2 separate regions of the Mus musculus genome follow, and region 1 is linked to region 2. Evidence: chromatin contacts called from public Hi-C data. All regions are on one chromosome and are shown on one strand. The core of a region is the stretch at or near the end of the contact, and the rest is flanking DNA. Distances in the headings are between cores, read along the strand shown. Region 1 overlaps Larp4b (La ribonucleoprotein domain family, member 4B). Region 2 holds the start of Larp4b (La ribonucleoprotein domain family, member 4B).

Region 1 (2,700 bases), core at 122-2,621, 35 kb before region 2:
GCTTTTCTTTGCTCAATTCTGACGCATCATTACCAAAGGCTTTAGAAACATCTTGAATTGATTCAGTGTTAATGAGACACAGGTCTGGGCTTCTGTCACTGTTGGCCCACTCCTCTTCAGGTGACAATAAACTGTGGTTTAAAGGTGGCACAACTGTAAGGTCTGGGTCTTCATTCACACCATCAGTTCTGTAACTGTTTTCAATTTGATTAGTTTCACAGTCAGGATCTGCTGCTATGCCAATACCAATACAAGTTACCATATTCCCATTGGGCACAACCTTGCTAAGAACACTGGTTTCCCAATGAAAACTGGACTCGGCATTTCCTGTGTTCTTCTCACAGATCTCTCTATAATTAGCTTTCTGTGGTTCCTTTTCAGCGTTTGCTAGTACATAGGGCCCACTGAATTGGTTGTGTAATACACCAACCAAGCTCTTCACATGTACTTTATCTCCTGTTTTGTCATGTAGGCCTGTTTCCCTTGCTTCAGGACCAGTACAAGTGAAAATAAATGCAGGGGGTGTTACTGTGCCCTGATGCGGTCTGGAGTGAGACTCGTCATTTGGCATTCTTTGTGAAAGTCCAAGCTTCAGGAGATCCGCCTTCTGGACCACCTCTTCTGTGTCTGGTTCACTTTTCACTTGCGTTAAATCATAAGTTTCTCTCTGAGCCTTGTCTGCCCTATTACCTCTACAGACATCTGCTTGACACCAACTTTTCAACTCCCTCTTGGCACGGCTCTCCGTCTCTAAAATGCTCATTTTATCCTCATCTTGACAAATGGAACTATTTTCAGAACACAAGAACAGCTCACCTCTGTTTGCCAGCTGGATACTTCCAGTTTCCAGATTGCTATCCCCCAAGGGTTGCTCCTCCACACACACTGGTCCCCGGTGGGATATAGGATTAGGGCCATCAAGTTTGCTCAAGGCAGCTTCTTTGAAATTAGCATGAACTGGGAGATAGTCCCTGTCTAAGCTCTCTGACGCTAACTTTTCAGGACTTAAATTAATCTTATCTAGACCAAAGGAAAGGGTCCTACCTGACCTGCTAACACTGATGTGGAAGTAATCATTACAGTCTAGTGGCTTTTCAGAGTTGTGCTCTCTTTCCATTTTAGAGTTTAAACTTTGACAAGTGCTAACTGTTGTAGCCGCAGGTTCAGCAATCCCATCAACATGGGAACTATCACTTGGTAAATTAACAAGTGAATCACCCATCTGACTTCCTATTCCTGAAGCACTGCTCTCTCTCTCTTCAGATACAGCACACATGCGCTGTAATGAGTCACTGCCTATGTTAATAGTTAATTCAGGGAGTAGGCCAGTATTATGTAATATACTATGTTCTGTGTGATCTTTAGGGAATTTGGCATGAACTTTTGCCCTTAGAGACTCAGCTTGCAGGTCACTGATGAGTGCTTCATCAGATGCAGCACTGTCCACCAAAGGATCAGAACTCCATTCACTTCTCTCACTAGACACTTCTCTTGTGTCACGTGGGCCGAGGACATCTTGGGGTAAGAGCTCTTCCTGCTGCAGCTTTCGCTCTCCTGCCCTCTGTATGGCATCTGAGGCAGTATGCTCTTCCCTGTTATCTAAGGGCCGATCCTCTTGGAAAACTTGGTAAGTAACAGCTGAATGGCTTTCTTCTGCAGCTGTTCCATACATGGGAGTGAACAGTCCCTCATCCATGTTCATACAATCCAGATCTACAGCACAAATACTATAAAATCTGCTTTCCCTTGAATTCTTACACAGTTTGTCACCAACACAAATACGGGTTGTATTTTGCAACTCTCCAGCAGACACACTAACAGAGTTACTCTCATTTAAACTACTGATTCCACCATTTAGCACGTTTTCTTTTTCTAATGAGTTTTTGCAAGTGGCCAGGTAACATTGTAGATGGTCACTTACAAAAGTTTTCTCCTGCTGGTCAGAAGACATGGGCACACGTGAGAAAGGCTGGTCATTTTCAGAACAAGCCTGTCTATCACTATTCATACCCAGTGGATCACTGGCAATCTCAGAATTCTCTTCGGTAGCAACAGTATCTAAATTCTTGTTAACCTCATCTAAATTTTCAGACCCATAAAAGAACTCAGAAGTGGTAGAGGAATTAGAATTCAATGACTGCTTTGATCTATGATCCTGTTTGTGCCTGGACCTGGTAAAAACTCTAGTCCACACAGTAACACCAGCGGCTGCTCTGCTGGGTCCATTTTCAACAGTATGAAGCTCCTCACCTTCAAGGGTATCAAATAATGAAGATAAAGTTTTACTTATCTTGGTCTCCGGTTTCTTCTCTTCCACACATTTTTGTAACAGGCCAATTTTCTCATTGTCACTGTCATTACTGAGTTCTTTGCTGAAGCAACAGCCCATATCGAAACTTCAGAACTCACATCACAATGTTCGTCCTTTTTTGCGCCTCTACAAATGTGTCTCACACTAACTTGCTACAGTTTGGAGACTAAGCCAACAGCCCATACCAAAAATAGCTCCTTGCAAAGTAGTCACATGCTCCTGCCACTCAAATCCAAATCCTAATGACAACAGAGTCCTGCCTGACATTCATCAGACTTCTTGTGCTGAAGTTCAAATGGCACATGGAATCTAAAGCTGCAGAACAGCCAGCCGGAGGAGAACAGAAACATATACATGGTTTTATCTGATTTTCAAACACTTAACTCTAA
Region 2 (2,700 bases), core at 187-2,686:
ATTTGAAAAGGGAAGCAGCTAAATATCCTAAAAGAAACAAATGCAGTTGCTATTGCCTCTATTTAAAACTCCCTTGTTTGACTGTGTGCTACAAACTAATTCCACTGCAGCCATGGGAAGCCCTCCCGTTTGTTCAGTTATGGAAAACTTCAAAGTTTCAGTTTATGATTAAAACAAAGTATTCCAACGCCAGTGAGAAGGTCGCGAATGGAAGGCAGATTGAGATCATTTTTCTCCGGGTCGTTTTCTCACATTTCGAGTCAGTCCAAATTCAAAGCCACCTTACACCAAAAAACGAGGGGGTTAACAAGATTACATTCACTGAAAGTCACAAGATGCAATGACCTCAACTCAACAAACTTCATGTTCTACTATACACCACTGAGAAGCAGGTGGTTAAGAGGTTCCTGGCCGGTTACCATGAGTCTTCACATTTAATTTTTATTTCTTAACTATCTCAAAGTCGGACCCGCTCAAGTCTATCAAGTGTATGGGGGAAAAGGGAGCAGCATTCCAAACACACACTCGAGCAACAGGATCCTAACTTCCTGGTTCTAAAGGAATGCGATTCCCTAATGAGCCACCTCTCCCCGCAGCAGCGAGCGCGGCTGTCTGGCCGGTCTCCGGCGGGACCGAGGGGGGCGAGGCCCCGGGCGCCGCACTGCGGGTCCCCGGGGCCCGCCCGCCTGCCCTCGGGGCGATGGTGGCCTGCGACCCCAGCCCATTCTCCTCGGGCTGCATAGGCAAACCCCCAAGAGCCTGGGAGACGCGGCCTCCGGGAAGACTCTGCACACGTCTCACTTCGCTCCAGTCCTCCCCGGCCAGGGCCGTGTCAGTCAGGTCTGACCCCGGCCCGCAGGTCCTCCCAGGTCCAGCCTACCCCGGGCTATCGGGGCCACAGTCCAGCCTGCCCTGCCGCTCCCTCCGCGGCACTGCCCCTCTTTCTGTCCTCCCCAGCGCCGGCCCCAGCCCGGCCCTGTGCCGTTCCCCTCCCCGCCCGGGCCCGGCCCTGCCCGCCACTGGCCCCGTCCCTCCGGGAAGATGGCGGCCCGGTGACAGGCTGGTGGAGGCGCGGGTCCGAGCACGGGGCGCGGAGGGAGGCCGCCCCGTCGGTGACCGAGGACCGCCCCGCTCACCTGTCAGCCGCCCGCCCCGCCCGACCGGCCGCCCGCGGGCTCGTCGCCGCAGCCCCGGTGCCCGGCGACCGCGCAAAACACGCGGGGACGGCCGAGGAGGGAGACGGCAAGAAAAGGCGGCACGGCCGGGCCGGGCCGGAGACAGCAAAGAAGAGCGGGCGCGGACTTGGCAGCGACGGCAGCCGATCCTTCCTTTTTCGGGCCCGAAAATGTCTCAACCTCGAGACTCCAGATCCCCAACGCTCCTTCCCGTTCGCATGAGAACACACAGATCCCACTTCCGGGGCCCTGCGGAAGTCCCACCCCCGCGCGGCCCCGCGCCCTACCCCGGCGCCCTCACCCACCCGGCCCGCCGACTGGCGTTTGGCGCCCAGGAGAGCCTAGCGTCATGGAGGCGCTGCGTAGCGATTGGCTAAGAGGGGACGCGAGTCCTCCCTTCTACTTCCCCCGGCCTCTCGGCGCGCACCCATCTCGCGGCATCTGTGATTGGCGCGTGCGCGCACGACGCCAATTTCCCCCCCCACACCCCGCACCGCCCCGCGCCGCCCCACCCCGCCCCGCCCCGCCCTGAGCTGCTGCGCGCGCCGCACACCTCGTCTCTCCCCGCCCATTCTGCAAGCCCCGCCCTGTAGCAGTCGGAGCGCCAGTTGTAGGCAGCTTAGCATCTTATGAGCAAGTGCTGGGGTGTGGGGCGTCCCAGGCTGGTGGCGTCCTGAAAGCGCACCCCTCGCTCCGGACCCGCTGTCCCCAGGACCTGGACCCATGTCCGGCATTTCTCTACAGCTTCCCCGACTTCAGTATGGGACAAGAATGATTTGGATAAGCAAAGAAACCTGCTCTTGTCGCTTCCCAGAGAATTGAAAATACTAAAACCCTTCTTTTATCGATTTTCTTTTAAAAAAAAAAAAGAAAAAACGTATATTACATTTACTTTACTTAAAACTTGCTGCCTACTTATCTGCGTTTATTCGCCGGTTGCTTACTGTCTATAATTCATTATTCGAAGCCATACGAATTTTTCCCGAATGAAAAAGCTCTCTTGGAACAATATCCATGGTTACCATACCATACCATACCATACCATACCATACCATGGTTCTGCTCATTGGTTTCTAGGAACATTTTTCAAATACTGAAGAGTGCATTTTGGAAGAACCATCTTTGACTCTCCTGTATTGGGTCTTTTTTGTGGGAGTTTCTTCTCTTCCTCCCTCTGGGTCTTGATGCTCAAACTCTTGGTGTTTACACTTCAGAGCAAAGGCCTTAACCAAGTGAGCCACCTCACCCAGCCTCTATGTGACACCTTGTTGCAGTTACTAGGCTTAAGACTGTTTCCTAGTTAACTATTTCACAGGCATTCTCACAGTATTTAGTCTCATAGTAACTATTCTCACGGTATTTCTTCTTCAAAGACCAGTTCTCACTATTTTTACACAGGCTGGCTCCCTCGCATTGATTGTTTTGCCTCCCACCTCCCGAGTTGGAAGTACTGCCTGGCACTATGTGCCCTACTCATTGACGTGTCTCTAAAGATAATAAATTGTAAGTAAAGCTTGCCTCTGGT

What was found. A called contact is a pair of places that touch in the nucleus more often than the background predicts.
Region 1: a Hi-C map of cardiomyocytes shows a contact between it and region 2, with 1.6 times the contacts expected there. The contact joins the enhancer-like site here to the promoter of Larp4b in region 2. A contact is called at or near these places in 3 of 39 promoter capture datasets (the 3T3-L1 cell line, liver and macrophages), 11 of 484 Hi-C or Micro-C datasets (bone marrow-derived macrophages, brown adipocytes, cardiomyocytes and 5 more), 10 of 115 datasets of contacts at active chromatin or transcription factors (the HPC-7 cell line, the SCID.adh cell line, bone marrow-derived macrophages and 5 more) and 2 of 9 other capture datasets (adipose tissue and pancreatic islet).

The regions. Positions count from the first base shown.
Region 1 is chr13:9,127,727-9,130,426 of GRCm38.p6, reverse strand. All of the region lies in intron 3 of Larp4b (La ribonucleoprotein domain family, member 4B), which reads right to left. Among named protein-coding and RNA genes, the nearest start is that of Larp4b, 35 kb to the right of the region's middle. Within about 2 kb of position 1,371, at least 45 of the 459 cell types and tissues checked have an H3K27ac peak or open chromatin away from gene starts, as enhancers often do. A contact at or near this core is called in adipose tissue, bone marrow-derived macrophages, cardiomyocytes and 3 more, where this site is marked.
Region 2 is chr13:9,092,617-9,095,316 of GRCm38.p6, reverse strand. It overlaps Larp4b (La ribonucleoprotein domain family, member 4B), which reads right to left and starts at 1,436. Exons shown (of 18, transcript NM_172585.3): 1 at 1,137-1,436.